2 separate regions of the Mus musculus genome follow, and region 1 is linked to region 2. The links are chromatin contacts, called in public HiChIP or PLAC-seq maps. All regions are on one chromosome and are shown on one strand. The core of a region is the stretch at or near the end of the contact, and the rest is flanking DNA. Distances in the headings are between cores, read along the strand shown.

What was found. HiChIP or PLAC-seq counts read pairs in DNA pulled down with a chosen protein or histone mark.
Region 1: an H3K27ac HiChIP or PLAC-seq map of embryonic stem cells shows a contact between it and region 2, with 4 times the contacts expected there. The contact joins the enhancer-like site here to the promoter of Sfmbt2 in region 2. A contact is called at or near these places in 1 of 39 promoter capture datasets (hippocampal neurons), 2 of 484 Hi-C or Micro-C datasets (cortical neurons and embryonic stem cells), 8 of 115 datasets of contacts at active chromatin or transcription factors (astrocytes, embryonic forebrain, embryonic stem cells and 2 more) and 1 of 9 other capture datasets (embryonic stem cells).

What each region holds. Positions count from the first base shown.
Region 1 is chr2:11,532,444-11,537,484 of GRCm38.p6, reverse strand. It overlaps a transcript of Pfkfb3 not described here. Among named protein-coding and RNA genes, the nearest start is that of Gm10851, 13 kb to the right of the region's middle. Within about 2 kb of position 2,379, at least 339 of the 459 cell types and tissues checked have an H3K27ac peak or open chromatin away from gene starts, as enhancers often do. A contact at or near this core is called in cortical neurons, embryonic stem cells, forebrain and 1 more, where this site is marked.
Region 2 is chr2:10,367,651-10,373,256 of GRCm38.p6, reverse strand. It overlaps Sfmbt2 (Scm-like with four mbt domains 2), which reads right to left and starts at 2,806. Exons shown (of 23, transcript NM_001198808.1): 1 at 2,705-2,806.

The DNA of each region.
Region 1 (5,041 bases), core at 1,130-3,629, 1.2 Mb before region 2:
GCATGATGACCTGAGTGGGACCCCAGACACTCCCACAGTAGGAGAGAATGGACTCCAGAAAGATGTCCTCTGACCTCCATGTGTGCCTTTAGGCACATGAGTTCTGTCCCCATATTTAAATAAGAACATTTCCCAAGTTTTGGTGCTGAAGATGCAGAGGTAGAAGAAAAGTCATGAGTTCCATGCCAGCCTACACCTCTGGTGGAGTTGAGAATTAATATCATCAGAGCAGCCTTTATATAAAACACACACACACAAAATTAAAAATCATGCTGTGTGATTTGGATATGGTGGCTAATGCCTGTAATCTTAGCAATTGAGAAGATGAAGCAGGAGGGTTTCTGTAAGTTCAAAGCCTGCCTGGGCTACATAGTAAGTTCCAGGCTAGTCTGACTTTTGTTGGCAATGGTACTTATTTCTGTGTCTATGAGGCTGTGTCAGGCATCTGATAAACATAAAAGATGCTGTCCTCCAAATAATTTTAAATCTGCAATGGTTGAAATAACATCAGATATTCCTGGTGATATTTTCTTCCAAACTTGTCTCTCAGAAGTTGGAAGTCTGAGGCAGGAGGATTACTTGTATGCTCAAGGCTAGCCTAGCCACCATGACCAGAGTCTGTTTATTTTAATTAGAAAAGTAAAATTCTTAATGATAACATCTGATGACCACCAGAAGCAATGACATTTTGTAAAGGGCAATCAGTGAGGTCAAATACCAGAGCTCCTGGGGCATTATAAAGTATCTCAAATATATGGAAATTTAGAAGGAAATACCACCACAGTTATTTGATGTTCTTTTAACCATTGCCCAATGAACATATACTAGTTTTAAAACAAACAAAAAACATAGTTTTTTTTGGTATCTTTTCGTCATTGCCCAATGAGCACGTACTACTTTAAAAAACCAAAAAGTTGTTTTTTGTTTCTGGGCTTGGAGGTGCACATCTGAAATCCAGCACCAGGCTAAAGAGGCTACAGAGGCTAAAGCAGGAGGAACTTGGTTTTGAGGGCAACAGCAAGATCTACACAGCAAGATCCGTCCCTCCAAATGAAGATAATAGTAATAGCAAACTACAATGACATATATGTAAGAAAATTTTACAATGAAACCCATTATTTTGTATGTTCGCTAAAATTTAAATGAAGAAACCTCACATTTTGAAACTGGCGTTTGAGATGGAGTCTTATGTAGCCTAGACTGTCTCCTTACTCACTATAATATGACCCCGAAATTCTGATCTTCCTGCCTCCGCCTTCCAAGCGCTGTGCTTACAGTTGTGGACTACTGCCACGTTTGGCTTCCAAAAATTAATCATTAACTTATTTATTCATTTATTTATTAGGTCTCACCATCTAGCTCCGGCTTGTCAGAACTCATTATGTAACTCAGGCTGGCTTAAAACTCCTAGAAATCCACTACCTTCTGCCTCTAGAATGTTGGGATTAAAGACTTGTCTAGTTCAGAAAAGTAACCGAAGACAAAAAACAAACCAAACACTTCAGTAGATTGAATGTCAACCCTGGAACATTCTTTTCTGCCTCTGATTTCTGAGAGTGGCTATGGGGGTGGAAGCAACGAAGAAGGTAGGCTTATGTCCTGAAGTGGTTACCAGGGAAGAGGACCCGGAAGAACCCGACAACCCAACCTAGTGTAGGGGAGGAACCCTGTCTCTGAGATCCCTTATAGGAACATAGGGACGGCATCCTCTACTGTATCCGCGCCCAGAAAAGTGGTGGGTAGCACTGCGCGCAGCCTGGGCAGAGACTGCCCGCTGTCTCACCATCCTGAAGAGGTCAGCTCGGGACGCAGCAGCTGGCAACAAAGGGGCGTGGCCTAGAAGCAGGTCTGCGTAGATTGGCTGCGGCGCACGGCCGGCCCACGAGCTGGTCAGCGCTCGCTCCTCCCCTCGGGACTGTACGGCACGCTGAGTTCACGTGCCCGTCTGTGCTCCCAGTTGTCGCACGCACGTGTCTGTGCACCGCAGGCATGGGTGGAGGGCTTGCAGTCCCTGGGCTTCCCGCCTCTGCTGGCCCGCTGGGTCGCCTTCCTGGCAAAGGGAATTTTCCAAGAAGGCCTGGGAGCCGCTACGCTTTGTAAATAACTGTAGAGGAACCGAGAGGCGGGTGCGGCCGGGGTGGGCTTGCAAACCCACAAAAGAAAAACAGTTACAAGGACAGGTCTATTTTAAAAATCTATTTTTCCTTTCTCTCTCTCTCTCTCTCTCTCTCTCTCTCTCTCTCTCTCTCTCTCTCTCTCTCTCTCTCTTTTAAATTTTGAAACCTTGAACTTGGGCGATTGCCTAAGAGCACAGAGTGTTTTTAATCTTCGACAGTAGTACAATTGCTTGGCAGCAGAGTATGCCAACCCCCCTGATCACGGACGCGATGTTCTGCTGGGCATTTGTGTAAATAACTCACGGAAGCTGCTGTGAGAAGAATGCTTCCGATCTAGATGATCGCTTTGGTCCAGAAACGAGGAAGCCAAAGCTAGCTTTAGGGTAAGGCTCTGAGAACCCCTGAGGCTGCCCATTACCATCTTAGTTCATAGGACCTAGAATGCATTGCATCTGTGACTACACACAACACTTAGCTAAGAGGACAGGAAGAGTTGCTGAGCCGGTGAGAGTGGAAATGTCATGTGAGGCTTCCTTGTAAGCAGTGGGGATGCAAGATAAGGGCAGGATAGGAGAGGCTCATGATTTCGATCTGCTAGTATTTGGAAGGCTGGGTAAACAGGAGGTTGTGTTGGTCTTGCTTTTGCCTCGGGGGATATAAACTTATAGGAGCCAAATTTGAGATTCATTACTGAAAAATTATAGGGTTCTGTCCAGGAATCAGATTGAGCTAGAAGTTCACATTCACAGGAGAGAGAGATGGGTGCCTAAAACTCAGTTTTCATCTTGCGTACCCCAAGCCTTTGTGTATCCATAAAAGAATTTATCCTGATAGATAGATAGATAGATAGATAGATGATAGATAGGTAGATAGATAGATGATAGATAGGTAGATGACCTTGCAAAAAGTGATATAGTCTGCAGGGTTCTGCGTCGATTTATCATTTGGTCTGGAAGGTTCGCTCTTTAAGGTGTGTTGCTGCTCTATGTACAGGTGGAAAAGGACTGCCCAGCACTAAGGAAGGATGTCCCATCTCCACCTCACCAGGAAGTATGATCCTGACTATGGGTTTAACAAATACAACGGCATCGTGATATCAGCAGCTGTTCATTGTTTCCTACCCTGTCCCCAGCTTTCTAACCCTTCCCCTCCTCAAAGCAGATTAGATCTGCAGAGCTGTGTCTTATTTTTTTTTATTTTTTTATTTTTATTTTTATTTTTTTGGTTTTTCAAGACAGGGTTTCTCTGTATAGCCCTGGCTGTCCTGGAACTCACTTTGTAGACCAAGCTGGCCTCGAACTCAGAAATCTGCCTGCCTCCGCCTCCCGAGTGCTGGGATTAAAGGCGTGCGCCACCACTGCCCGGCTCAGAGCTGTGTCTTAAGGATGAATTTGACCTGAGTACTTATTACCTAGAAGATAACACAGAGTCTACTTCCCTGAAAAGTCAGGAGAGAGATGCTGGTCTGCATCAGCTCTGTGGTCCCTGGGTTTTGGTTTGGTATTACCCTAGGGATATCTGGGTATGATCGTATATATGTATAATCCTAGCAGGTAGTCAAGAGATCAGGAATTCAAGGCCAGTCTTAGCTTCATAGCAAGTTAGAGACCAGGCTGGGCTACGTGAGATCTTGCCTTTAAAAGATGTACACACACAAATACACAAACAGGCCTGCCCCTGCCCCTACTATCCTACAGGGTAGGTACTAATATCCCTTATTTCAAGAGTCAGAAACAGGAGGATTGCCACGAGTCAAGGGCAGTCTAGGCTACAAACTATGAATTCCAGGCCAGCCTGGGCTGCAGAATGAAGCACGAACTTTCAGAGGTGCTAAATGTTTTAGATAAAAATTTCCTTCTGTGTTTTTCTTTTTGAGTCAGGGCCTCATGTAGCTCAGACTAAGAACCCATCCTGAAACTTTGATATCAAAGTTTTGTTTGTTTGGTGGGTTTTGTTTGTGTTTTGCTTAGAAGGATTTACCCAAGGCAGCATTCACACCTGGTTGCTTCTCTGTAATGAGTGCTGTTTTTTTGTATTTTGTTTTTGTTTTTAGAGTTCCTGAAGTCATGTTGGCCTTAGATGGCCCTTGGGGAGAACACCTTTTGCATTCTTACTCTTGGGCCTGGAAAAGTATAATATGGGTATCCATGGTAACCAGTAGAGCGGCATCTCAGTGAGTGGAAGGCTATAGGTAGCTAAAACGAAGCCACCATGACTCAGTGGGCGTCTCAAAGACTGGCATCATCGCTGAAGAGTAGATCTTCTCTGCTTGAGAGACTTGATTTTAACGGGGGGGGGTGGCATAGGTGACACTGAAGGGAAGAGGGGACCATTGGGATCTGCAGAGGGGCTTACAGATTACATGGAATCTTGCTGGGGAGGTAGCTCAGCTGCTAGAGAACTTGTATGCATGTTCTGGCTACAATGGTAACCCTGGGAGCTACAATGGGTTCCCTGGTGCTACAATGACCTGGGAGTGGTGGTACGGCCGACGTCCCTGGTGCTACATGACCTGGGAGCGGTGGTACATGCCTATAATACCAGGACTCTAGAGGCCAAGGTGTTCAGATCATCCTTAACTCTCTAGGGAGTTTGAGACCAGACAGATGGGAACTGCACCCTGTTTTAGAAGCAAACAGCTAGGTGTGGTGACACATACCTTTAATCCGAGCACTAGGGAGGCAGATACAGGTGGATCCCTGGGAGTTTAAAGCCAGTGTGGTCTACACAGTCCAGCTAAAGCTATACAATTGAGGCAGTGTCTCAAACAATAAACAAAAAAGCCACCTCTCAATATTCACGTTTAAGAAAAAACCCAGATGCTGAGATCTGTCTGAAGAACTGACCAGGAGGGACCAGAAGAGATCAGAAGAGGGACTGTCCTTGCCTGCCTCCCAAATACACACTTATATAAGGTTGTTCTT
Region 2 (5,606 bases), core at 1,557-4,056:
TCCGGCGATTCCAAACGTCTGCGCGATTTTTGGGAACAGCCCCTACCCCACCCTTGCTGCTTTCCAATTCTCTCCACGCCATCACTTTCCTCTCTACAACCTCCTAGCCCCCCCCCCCCCCCAATGCACACCAAAAGAGGGAGACCCCGGCTCCGAGGAGACGCGGGAACCCGGGGTAGGTGGCAGAGGAGGCTGCGCCGCTAAAGCGAGTGCATAAACGAGGAAGGTGGGCGGCGGGGAGGGAACAGACTGCACCCGGAGGAGGACGAGGTCACTTTGCAACTCCGGACAGACTCCCGCAAGGCCTGGCTTTTCAGAGCCGGGAGTCGGGGGGAAGGGGGTGGGGAATGAGAAAAAATGACAACCCAGAGCGCAGAGAGGAGTTAGAGGCTTCGCTCAAGTGCTTCTCATTTCCTCTCCAGCCTCTGCGCTTCGGTTTTTCTCCTCCTTCCTCCCCAACCCCCCGCCTCCCCCCTCCACCCAGACTGGCTCGAGCTTCCTTCTTTAAAAAAAAAAAACTAAACTGGGAAAAAAAAAAAAAAAAAAAAAAAGACGCCTTTCGGCACACTCAACCTGCGGGCCAGAGATCTGCTCGCGGGCCGGGTTGGACGAGGGGACCGTGTCTGGGGCGGCGTCCTACCTGATTAAGTTTGTCCTGCCAGGAATGGTGGAACCTGGCCCCCGGGGGCGACCGGAGTGGGCGCGGGTCCGGCTCACCCGCCCTCTCTTGCTCGCTCGCTCTCTACCCGCCGCCTCCCTAGCGCGCCCGCTCGGGTCCTCCAGCTCCCACTACAGCCTCATTCCAATATGGCATCCTCTCTATGCGCATGCCCGGCACTCTTTTTTAAGATTTCTCTCTTTCTCTGTAGAGCGAACTCCTTCAACGACCTTTTTCCAATGCTCGCAAAATGTCTCGAGCCAATTAGCCTGCTCTTCGTGGTAGACTCCTTCTCCCGCCCACAAGGTGACACTCTCCCCCCGCCCACCGCCCCCCCCCGCCTCCCCCCGCCTCTCCCCCCTCCCCCCGCCCAGGCATAGGTAGACACCTCCCCCAGTGAGCACGGACCTCGCCACGAGGACCCCTGGGGCGGTTCCCTTCCCTCCTTTCCTTCAACTCCCTCCACAAGTGATCCGTAGAAAGTTCACACCGCAAGCGTACCCGAACACCCATTTGCCCCGACAACTGGACTCACACCCCAATTTCTCAGCTGTTGTTTGTTTTCTAGGTTTGCAATCCCCTGGTCTACCTAGAGCATAATCTCGTGCTTTACCCGTCCAAGAGTTTTTGAAGTGAGGAGAATGGGGGACCCTAAAAACAAAATCGAAGGTCCCGTCTGGTCTACCCCACCCTGTACTTTAATTGTGCTTTTATATGAAGACTCTCAAAAAAAAAAAAATCTGTTCTTGGGGGAGAGAAGAAGAGGTTTTCTTTGGGCCCGTACCACACCCAAAAATGCTGGGAGTTAAGTTTGGACTGCCGGGGATCTACCAGCTGCAATCTACAGGAATGCGAGTGACGAAGCTCGCTGGGCTTCTGGTGGGACACCTGGCCAGGACAGGTTCCCGTAGGGTGGGGTTTCCCTGGCCCATATCAAGAAAAACCAGGTCCTTCATGATCTATAGGAATGGAGCGGAAGATCCGCCCAATCTGATCTGCGGGGTCTACCCGCACTTTTTCACGGGCGTGGCGCAAGGGCTAATGAGCTTCCCGGGCCTTGGGCGCAATGGTGGTACGGAACACAAACGAAATGTCCCCTATACAGAAAAGCTGGAGATGCCCAGGTAGACAAAACTCACCGTTTATGAAGCTGGGAAGCAGTAGAGCGAATATAGAGCTGGTTCTATCGACTAGGAAACAGAAGACACAATTGCTCAAGGTCTTTGCCTTTACAACCCCGACTTCAAAAAAAAAAAAAAATCTTCCACTCCGTAGTCTTCTATTGCCCACCTATCCCTTACACCACTCTCCGAAAAAACAACTACATACTGAGATTTTTAGTCACCCTCCCTGATCCTAACATCCCAGCGAAATTCCCACACGTGGTTCCCTAGGGAGTGGTGAGGGCTAGGAACCGCCAATAGAGTGACGGGGCCAGAGGCTAACTTTGCGCGGGAGACATCACCAACTATGAGGCTTTAGGTCATCTGGAAGAATCTAGAAGGGAGAAGCGCAGAAATGGCTCTCGCCATTATTGGGCCTCAGGGGTGGGGGGTGGGAGGGAATGGTGGGCGAAAGTCAGAGATTCGGAAAGCGTGGTGGAAGTTACAAAAGACTGAGCCCTGCCAGTCTGAGAATATTTCCTTCACATTTTAGAGAATTCTTTAGCTCTAAAGCGTCTCGCCTTGCCCATACACCTCCGTTTAGTACAGAGCCATCTAAGACCCTGAAGGCCCCAGTCATTCGCTTATCAGTATTCTCTGAGGTTCACACTTTTATCACCCGCCGGAGTTTGCCACTCCCGAAGCTAGCTTCCCGGTGTCCAACTCTTAGGAACACCAATGTATTTTTTGAGCTCATCATCCTTAAGGTCGGAGACTCCTGACGGCAGAAACTTCTCAAAAATAAATTAATCCCGTCCCTGAACATTATTCATCCCATCTACACCCGCAACTGCTTCTTTTATTAACCCAAGGTGGTCTCAGGTGAAGAATCCGAGGATTCCAGAGTGTATGTCCAGGTTTAGGTCTCAAAGTCCCAACTTACCTCTTCTCACTCCTTCAACTCGCAGCTGATCCTTCAGAAAGAGGTGGGAAAGAGGCTCAAAGTCACCTTTAGAGGCTTAGACCCACAAGACCCAACCTGCGCTTCCGTCCAGGGGAGTGGTCAGGGTCCTGTCCTTCCCCCTTCCCTCCCTCCTCCCCCCAATAACCAAGCGCAAAGCACTCTTAGACCGGAATAGCTCTCAACTCACACTAGGTTGTCCAACCCAACTCTCCAAAGCCTCAGGTTGTGGTTGCGTTGGACGCCTTAGGCAGCAGAACTCCTTTGTGCGTCCTAGACCGCCCACCTAGCTCCCAGCTTCCCTACCAGGACTTCCGGGCAGCTCCCCTTTGGAAGGAAATAGAATTTTATCAGTCCACCAGCCACGAGGCTTGAGTTGTAACCTACCAACGCGGTAAGGGTTGCGGGTCTATTTCCTGGTTTAAAGTTACGATTGCCCACTGAACGTTGTTCCATCAAAATTTTTAAACACACACCTGATTATCTTACCTGATTCGACAAAGTAATTAAGCAATCTCTATATGGTTGATATTCAGACCCACATTATGTAATTCTGCCCAAGGATCTATAGCAAATGGCGCGGAGTTCCACCCACCCATTCATTCATTCATTCATTTGTGTATTTATCTATCTACCTGTCATGATTAAGAAATAAAAAACATTGCGCTGTCACTGCACGTAGTGGCCGCACTGTTTACACAAATTACTCCAATGATGTCTACAGCAAACGGTCTCCAAGTTCAATATCCTTTACTTTTAATTCACTCTTGGCACATGGCTTTTCTTATGTCCTTTGGCTTTTCTTTGTGATCGTTGCTCCTGCTGCTGTTGTTGTTTTGTTTTTTGTTTCTTTTTAACCCACCTCCCACTTTTATCCCAGGGCACCCAAAAGGCAATGAAAAGTGGCTAGCAGGTTCCCTCCGAAGTTAAAGGTACTCCTTCGTCCCGTTCCAATGCCGTCTAATTTCCACTTTCATTTCACAACCAGACCCTTTAGGGATGTGTGACTCCAAATGCGGGACCCACTCCAAATCAATAAAACAGTAACCACTGCCAAGAAATAAAGAAGTAGAGAAAGCAGAGACTGCCTTTCCAAAGACAAAATGCACTCCAACTCAGGAGAAGTCATGTTCAGTCTCACGATTAATAGTACTAAGTGATTCACTAAAAAATAATTAACACTTTCTGAAAAATCTCCCTTCAAATAAGTCTCTGATAGCACTGACTATATATGCTCTTGCATTCCTAAATTCTGGCTAAGCCATTCATTTCACCACTGTGTTAAAAAGTAATTAAATTAGTTTTGTTAACTGTAAGATATGTATATGCTCTTCCATTTCTCTAATGTCACAGAAAAAAATTAGAAAAGTTCACAGAGGAAAAGTTTCTCCTTTATATTCTGTAAATTCCTAAGAATCATGTCATGAGAACTTACAAGGTTAAAAAAAAAAACTGTGTGTTTATATTTATATTAGAGGCATGTAGTGGTTTAAATCTTGTTGCGTTATAAGTAATAAATAAGTGTTGTGTATTTGTTGAGCCGCATGTAGTCATTTTTTTTTACATGCTCATTTCCTTCAAAAGCAAGGAAGAATCCACTTTCCACAGACTCTTTGTATCTAAATATTTCTTAAAGATGCAGGTCATGGAAGCTTACATACAAGCAGGAGAGCTAACAGCCAAAACCAATATTTGACAAATGTGTGCAATCTTCTCTTTCCAAGGACCTTTACCCCAAAACTTGTTTCCTCTTAGACCACATAAGAGAACACTCTATTAGCCTTCTAACTCACCAAGTCTACATTCTCTCCTCTTCTCTCTCTCTCTCTCTCTCTCTCTCTCTCTCTCTCTCTCTCTCTCTCTCTCTCTCTCTCTCTTTCTCTCTCTCTCTCTCTCTCTCCTTTTTCAGTCCTTTGTCAACATTACAGTTCTTGGCCAAAGTACTAGGAATCAAGAGACCTTGGTCCCTGCTTTATCATTACTTATCTGTGTTACCTCTGGGAGTCCAGCGGCTTCTCTCTCTAACTGCGTTTCCCCCTGTAGTTAAAATAAACACACCGGGTTAGGGTTGGATGTTCCTAAAAGTCTTTTATGACTCCAAAGATTATCTAGTGGTCTGCTTTACCCCATAGCCACAAATTGCTTTCTGTAATATTCTGACACTATCACTACCAGTTCCACACAGTTGGGCAAAGCATAAACTCCGGGGCCACAGAAAGAGAGAAAAGAAAAATCAAGTGAACAGATCTATAGGCTCTTCTTCACCTGACTATCCTGGGAAGTTATTCTTTGGATCATATGTCTTTCTTTCTGGACTTCCCTCCTATTGTTACCATGACTGTGTAAGTTTTACCTTGCCTCTAGCATGTCCAGGGGTGAGGTGAGAGTACCAGTCATGAAGGTGATTTTTGAAAAATACCTGGAGACAGAGAGCATCCTCACATAGATAAAGAATTATTAATGCATTCATTATAGTGATGTCCACAAAATATAACCACCTCATATATTTGCATATAATCTCATATATTTGTAGAAATTTTAGAGATTCCTTACTGCTATGGCTACTTGTGTGATTTCAAGACATTTCTGAACCGGGTATGGTGGCGCACACCTTTAATCCCAGCACTCCGGAGGCAGAGACAGGCGGATTTCTGAGTTTGAGGCCAGCCTGGTTAACAGAGTGAGTTCTAGGACAGCCAGGGCTATACAGAGAAACCCTGTCTTGGGGGGGGGGGGGGGGAGACATTTCTGTTTCCTTTGACAAGAGTTTTTAAAAAAAGAAAAAGGGGGAAGGAAGGGAGGGAGGGAGGGAGGGAGGGAGGGAGAGAGAGAGAGAGAGAGAGAGAGAGAGAGAGAGAGAGAGAGAGAGAAAGAAAGAAAGAAA